Linked DNA regions of Triticum aestivum: region 1 is linked to region 2. Evidence: chromatin contacts called from public Hi-C data. All regions are on one chromosome and are shown on one strand. Each heading gives the region's core, a stretch centred on a gene start, on an enhancer-like site or on the middle of the called end of the contact. The rest is flanking DNA. Distances are from core to core; before and after follow the strand shown.

Region 1 (2,957 bases), core at 6-2,505, 290 kb after region 2:
GATGCTTCTAGGGACCACCTAGATGGTAGTGGTAGTTGTGTTTTCAAAAAACGAACTGTTGAACAAGCTGAAGTACTACTGAATAATATATTGAGCAATGATAATGATTGGACTCTTCCTGAATCACCACCTAAGCCAACTCCGAAGAAGAGGGGTATTCTATTTATCAGTCCTGAAGATATGCAAGAGGCTGAGAAATCTATGAAAGAAAAAGCATTAAAACTGAAAATGTTAAGAATTTGCCACCTATTGAAGAAATATATGATCTTAATACTCCGACACAGGTAGTAGAGGTAAATTCTCTTTATAGATTTGATGAAGGTGATATTTCTTATAATAAGTTTGCTAGTCAATGCTTGGATAAATTTGATAACTTTATTGTTAAACAAGAAAACTTCAATGCATATGTTAGTAGACAATTGAAACGTAATGCGTATATGCTTGACTGCTTGGGTGACTATATGTGTAGAACTATTAATGATCTCAAGATTATTAATAATCATGGTAAAAACTCAAGTAGAACAAGTTCTCAAGGCACAAAATGATTTGCTTAATGAAGTGAAATAGTAAGATGAATGATCATGCTGTTTGAGTTAAGACTAGAGGTGGTAAAATGACTCAGGAACCTTTATATCCTAAGGGCCCTCCCAAGAGAATGTCAGCGGCCCCTCGGGCTCGAGGACCGTCGTTTTCAAGGAGGAGCGAGCGGCGAGGCAGCAGATGCGGTACGACTGGTGCAACACCGCCCGCCGCTCCGTGTTCGTGAAGTCCGACGCAACGCCGAAATGGGCTCGCGACGACCCAAACCTCGCCATGACGTGGGCCCTCAACCGCTCCATCATCGCCACAGAGACGACTGCTAGGCGCTGCGATTGCTTTTAAAATATATGTGTATAGCGTTGGATGACCGGTACACACATGTGGAAGAAAATTTGCGGGTGAGGGTTGAAGATGCCTTAAAGTGAGGGGAAAAAACAATCTTGGGTAACTGGATCTGCTATCTCCACGTGTTCACGCTCTGGAACAGGAGTTCCCCTCGAATCCACTCTCCAAGCGCAACCTGAAAAAGGAAAACGAAAAGTAGAGGAGAAGAATCGCAGCTCCATGATAGTACGAAGACGAAGACGCGTGCATGTGCAATGTATGTGCAGCACGAACGAGTGATCCACCCACCCACCCCATCCGGCCGTCTCAATCCCCTCCACTCCATCCGCCCACACGAGTACAGTGCAGGTTCAGTGCATCCAGCTCCGGCCAGCGCAACTTGTCCCCTGGGAGCGCCAAGGGCGGCCCCCGCCTCCCGTCTCTGTCCCTCGCGCCGATTATTCAATTCCCACCTCCTCCGTCTCTTTCTTCCCTATACCCTCCGCCTCAGCTCGCGCTTTCCCCTTCCTCCCTCCTGTCACAGAGTTCTCCTCTCCCCTCTCCTCCTTCTCTTTTTTCCCTGTCGCGGCGGCGATAGGGTTCGGCTTCCGTCTCCTTCCCCCGCCGGCGGTGGTCGCCTGTAAATGCTTAAGGCCTTCTCCGGCGGCTCGGATCGTGCGGCGGCGGCGGCGGCTCTGTTCTTGGTCGTGCTCTTCTTCTTCTTTCAAGGGATCTCTTCCTTCTCCGGCGACTCGGCATGCCTGCCTTCCACGCATACGGAGGTAAGCGATAGAGAGAGATCCCCATCCTGTTTTCCTTTTTCTTTTCCCCGAAGAGAGTCGGGTTGTTGTTTTAGTCGTGGTTCCTTGCAAGGAAAGTATTGTTCTTGCGTGTCCCTGATGATGTGTTCTTCGATTGCGTCAGATGGCGGGTGCCTCGTCTCTGCCCCGGCCGAGCTTTCCAGGATGTTCTGCCGCGGTGGCGGAGCGGTGGTTCAGCAGCGGAAGCGCTCTCTGGTGGCCGCGTCGGCGGTCGCCGCCGCGGCGGCCGAGTGCATGAGGGCCAGCAAGAAGCAGAGGCAGCCCCCGCAGCCGTCCCTGGACGTGCTCCCGGACGAGTGCCTCTTCGAGGTCCTGCGCCGCCTGCCCGGCGGCCGCGAGCGCGCTGACTCCGCCTGCGTCTCCCGCCGCTGGCTGGCGCTCCTCGCCAGCATTCGGATCTCCGAGCTCGGTCATGCCGCGGCGGCCGCCCCGTCCCTGCCCGATCTCAACGAGGAGTTCGTCATGGAGGAGGATACGGACGACTCCCCCGCAGATCCCTGCGTCGAGAGGGTCCTCGAGGGCAACGAGGCCACCGATGTCCGCCTCGCCGCCATGGCTGTTGTCGCTGGATCCCGCCGCGGGCTGGAGAAGCTCGCCATCCGTGGGAGCCACCCGTCGCGCGGGGTCACGGACCAGGGGCTCCTGGCCGTCGCCTGCGGCAGTCCTAACCTCTGCTCGCTCTCGCTGTGGGATGTGCCGCTTGTGACCGACGCTGGGCTCGCTGAGATCGCCGCCGGGTGCCCCTCGCTGGAGCGTCTGGATATCACTTCTTGCCCGCTCATCACAGACAAGGGCCTTGCTGCTATTGCTCAGGGGTGCCCCAACTTGGTGTCTCTGACCATCGAGGCCTGCTCCGGCGTTGGCAACGAGGGCCTGAGGGCGATTGGCCGGTGCTGCTTGAAGCTGCAGGCTGTGAGCATCAAGAACTGTGTGCACGTTGGCGACCAGGGCATTTCTAGCCTCGTGTGCTCCGCTTCCGCGTCATTGGCCAAGATCCGTCTCCAGGGATTGAACATCACAGATGCTTCGCTTGCCGTGATTGGGTACTATGGGAAGGCCGTCACAGATCTTACACTTGCTCGCCTTGCTGCTGTTGGTGAGAGGGGGTTTTGGGTGATGGCCAATGCCGCCGGCTTGCAGAAGTTGAGGTGCATGAGTGTCACCTCTTGCCTTGGGGTCACTGATCTTGCTATCACTTGTATTGCCAAGTTCTGCCCAGGCTTGAAACAGCTTTGCCTCAGGAAGTGTGGACATGTGTCGGATGCTGGTCTT
Region 2 (3,065 bases), core at 132-2,631:
CAGGTCACGGACTCCTCCGATGATTAGTAGGTCACGGGAGGCGGCAGTGCCTTATGTCCCATGTGGGCAGCCCGTCTCCCATGTTCTACTCTTTCTAACCGGAGACCACACCTCCACTTCACGGGTCTTATCGTCGGTGCTCATGGAGACGACGGATGGAGGAAGACATGGGCTTGGACGCCGGTCACCGCCGCCGTAGGATAGGTTTAGGGTCCGATCATTTCTTTCTAAATGTTTAAAATGTAATGAAAATTCGTCGTGTTTGTATGAAATCGATCATGTTTATATGAAATCGGCCGTGTTTGCATGAATTTTATCCAATTTATTAAAAGAAAGTTAAAACATATGCGGCTACGATTAAACAATGTGCTTCCATATTCGTATTCATAGACTAATTTTTTTATATTTGGACGAATGTAGGAGGGAATTTATGGGTCACCGTTGGAGATGCCCTAACGGAGCAGTCTCTGTGTATAACAACGCGTGGTAGGCAGGTGTGAACTCCTGGCCTCGAGCTGTCGCGCACAAGGTGAGCACCGACGGCGACGCTTCGATCTGCGATATATTCTCGCATCCAAATCACGAAATGCCCATGTCCATGTGCGACTCGCCTTGGAACGCAACCGAGGCGATCTTTCCTTTTATTTCCACAAGGCAAAGAGGCTCTGCTTTGCTTACTCGGCGGTCGTCGCTGCCGTATTGAATTCGTCAAAGGCAGGAAGGCGTGGCACGCCACAGCACACCCCACGCTTCTTCTCTTCTCTTATGGTCACTGTACTCACTGCACCGTGAGGTGATGACAATAGGCGTTCAAAGATTTCACCGATTCGCCTCGAGAATTTGCTCCGCTCGAAATTTGACAAATTTGACCTATAGACGAAATCAAATTACATAATGAATTGTCCGTGAAACTATTTCACGTGGCTGATCCGTGGCGCCTAACTCTCAGGCGCTGCACTAGTGCAACGCCTGGGAGCTAGACGCTACACTGTATAGTGTGGCGCCTAACTCTCAGGCGCTGCATACTGACTTAGTAATTTTCTGATCACACGGGTGCGACGCTGGCCGTGTAGCGCCTATCTGTGAGGCGTTGCACAGTGTAGTGTGGCGCCTTTGTGTCGGGCGTCACAAAAAAGTCAGCCGTGTGAAATAGTTTCACGGATAGTTCATTCTGTGATTTGATTTCGTCTATAGTTTAAATTTGTCAAATTTACCGCTCGGGTCATGGGAACTTGGGATCGCCCTTTCCCGTCTTGGCCTGACACTGACGGCGCGGGCCACCCGTGAACGTGAAGAGGCAATTGCGGCGGATCGGGAGGCGTAGCCGACGCTTGATGCAGAGCACGCCACGTCGGTGCAGATCTTGCCCCTGGACCACGGATCTTCTGAAAGCCGACAGGTCACAGGCAACCCCGGTTGCTGGCGTAAGCGCACGCTAAGCACTGTAGTGTGTTTATGCCGTCGTTTTTCTTCTTCAGCTGTCAAGCTTTCCATCGACAAAGTTTGCCAATTGCCGTCTCACCGTTTTGGCAATTGTGAGGAGTCCACTGAACCACGAATAGAAATTGCACAAACTATCAACGTATGGTTGATTATATGCATAGAACACCTACTTTCTAGACGTCACTTAGAGCATCTACAGCCGGACTTTGCAAATTCGGCCCCACAAACACCCACGGACGCGTCGGCGGGCATTGACCAGGCAACCTTCAAATCATGCCGTTCACATCAGTGTATCTCATATCCGGTTCCTCACATCCATACTAGCATGCAACATAGAAAAAAAGAACGTAGATCATCACACAAATATAGAGTCGGACAGGGCAATGCACATTCCGATCACCACCGATGGATGTCCAAAGATCGCCAAAATTCACATAATTCACATAAACTTAAACTACATTACTGAAAACTAGAAACTGGATGGAGATGGCGGAGATTCATCACTTCCTCGCCGGCCCTTTGCCCTTCCGGTCGCCGGCGCAGCTGTAGGCATCGACAGCTGGTGGCCGATCGTCCGAGTCATCATCGGAGGAGCCGTTTGAGTCATCATCGGAGGAGTCGGAGAGGATGACGAGCCCTTTTAGCCGTCAGACCTCCCTGTCCTGCTTTCGCTTTAGTTTCGCGAGCCGAGCCACCTCCGCCGCCGCCTTCGCCGCCTCGTGCTCGGATTGCTCAATGGCAATCCGGAGCGCCTTGGCGTTCTTCCGCCAAAGCCGCCGGATCTAGCTCGGAGTCGGAGCGTCTTCCGATACTCGACATTGCGCCGGATTCGATCGGAATCGCTACTGGGAGAGGAGAGGACGGAGCAAGAGAGGAGAGTGAATGAGCTAGGGTTTCGGAGCGATGAGCTGGATGAGGTTTTTTGTGGCACATCCGTGGGGTCGGTGGTGGGCCGGCCTTGTCAGGCGGACGCGCCCGGGCATGCCCGAGCCACCCCATATCCGCCCCATATTTGGGCTGGATATGAGGGGTGCCGGTCAGCCCGGGCGTTTGAGGCCCGTTTAAGGCGTCTGTCTGGGTCAAAAAATCATGACCGACCCGCATGGGCGTCTGAGGCCGGTTTGGGACACCCGGTTGTAGATGCTCTTATTGTTGTAACCTATTGCGGCTAGTTCTAATCCATCGTTTGACTATATTTACATGATAAGTGGGTCCCGCTTGTAAGGGCACACGTAAAAAAAATCACATCAAGCTTCCAATTAAACCTATCAATATTCGTAGTTTTAGTTGCTCATACTATTCTTTGTTCAAAACTTAACATACAAATTTTCTAAAAAAATCAGTAATCATGTACTCCCTCCGTCCGAAAATACTTGTCATCAAAATGGATAAAAGGAGATCTAGATGTATTTTAGTTCTAAATACATCTCTTTTTATCTATTTTGATGACAAATATTTTCGGACGGAGGGAGTATATAGTTAGTTAATGCTTGAGAACTTTTAAGCTTATTTGAACTGTATGTTTTGGAGATATTGGCCGCTTGTTGGCTCCATCGACTTTTTTTTGTAATTTAAGATTTTCAAAAAATAAATACAAAACAATTTAATACAAGGAATATTGA

Evidence for each region. A called contact is a pair of places that touch in the nucleus more often than the background predicts.
Region 1: a contact with region 2 is called in a Hi-C map of leaf, with 7 times the contacts expected there. The contact joins the promoter of LOC123144365 here to the enhancer-like site in region 2. A contact is called at or near these places in 3 of 5 Hi-C or Micro-C datasets (all in leaf).

What each region holds. Positions count from the first base shown.
Region 1 is chr6D:177,169,610-177,172,566 of IWGSC CS RefSeq v2.1, forward strand. LOC123144365 (EIN3-binding F-box protein 1) reads left to right here and starts at 1,256. Exons shown (of 2, transcript XM_044563471.1): 1 at 1,256-1,646; 2 at 1,789-2,957. The coding sequence starts at 1,622.
Region 2 is chr6D:176,876,185-176,879,249 of IWGSC CS RefSeq v2.1, forward strand. No RefSeq gene overlaps it. Among protein-coding and RNA genes, the nearest start is that of LOC123141406, 200 kb to the left of the region's middle. Within about 2 kb of position 1,382, at least 5 of the 8 cell types and tissues checked have an H3K27ac peak or open chromatin away from gene starts, as enhancers often do. A contact at or near this core is called in leaf, where this site is marked.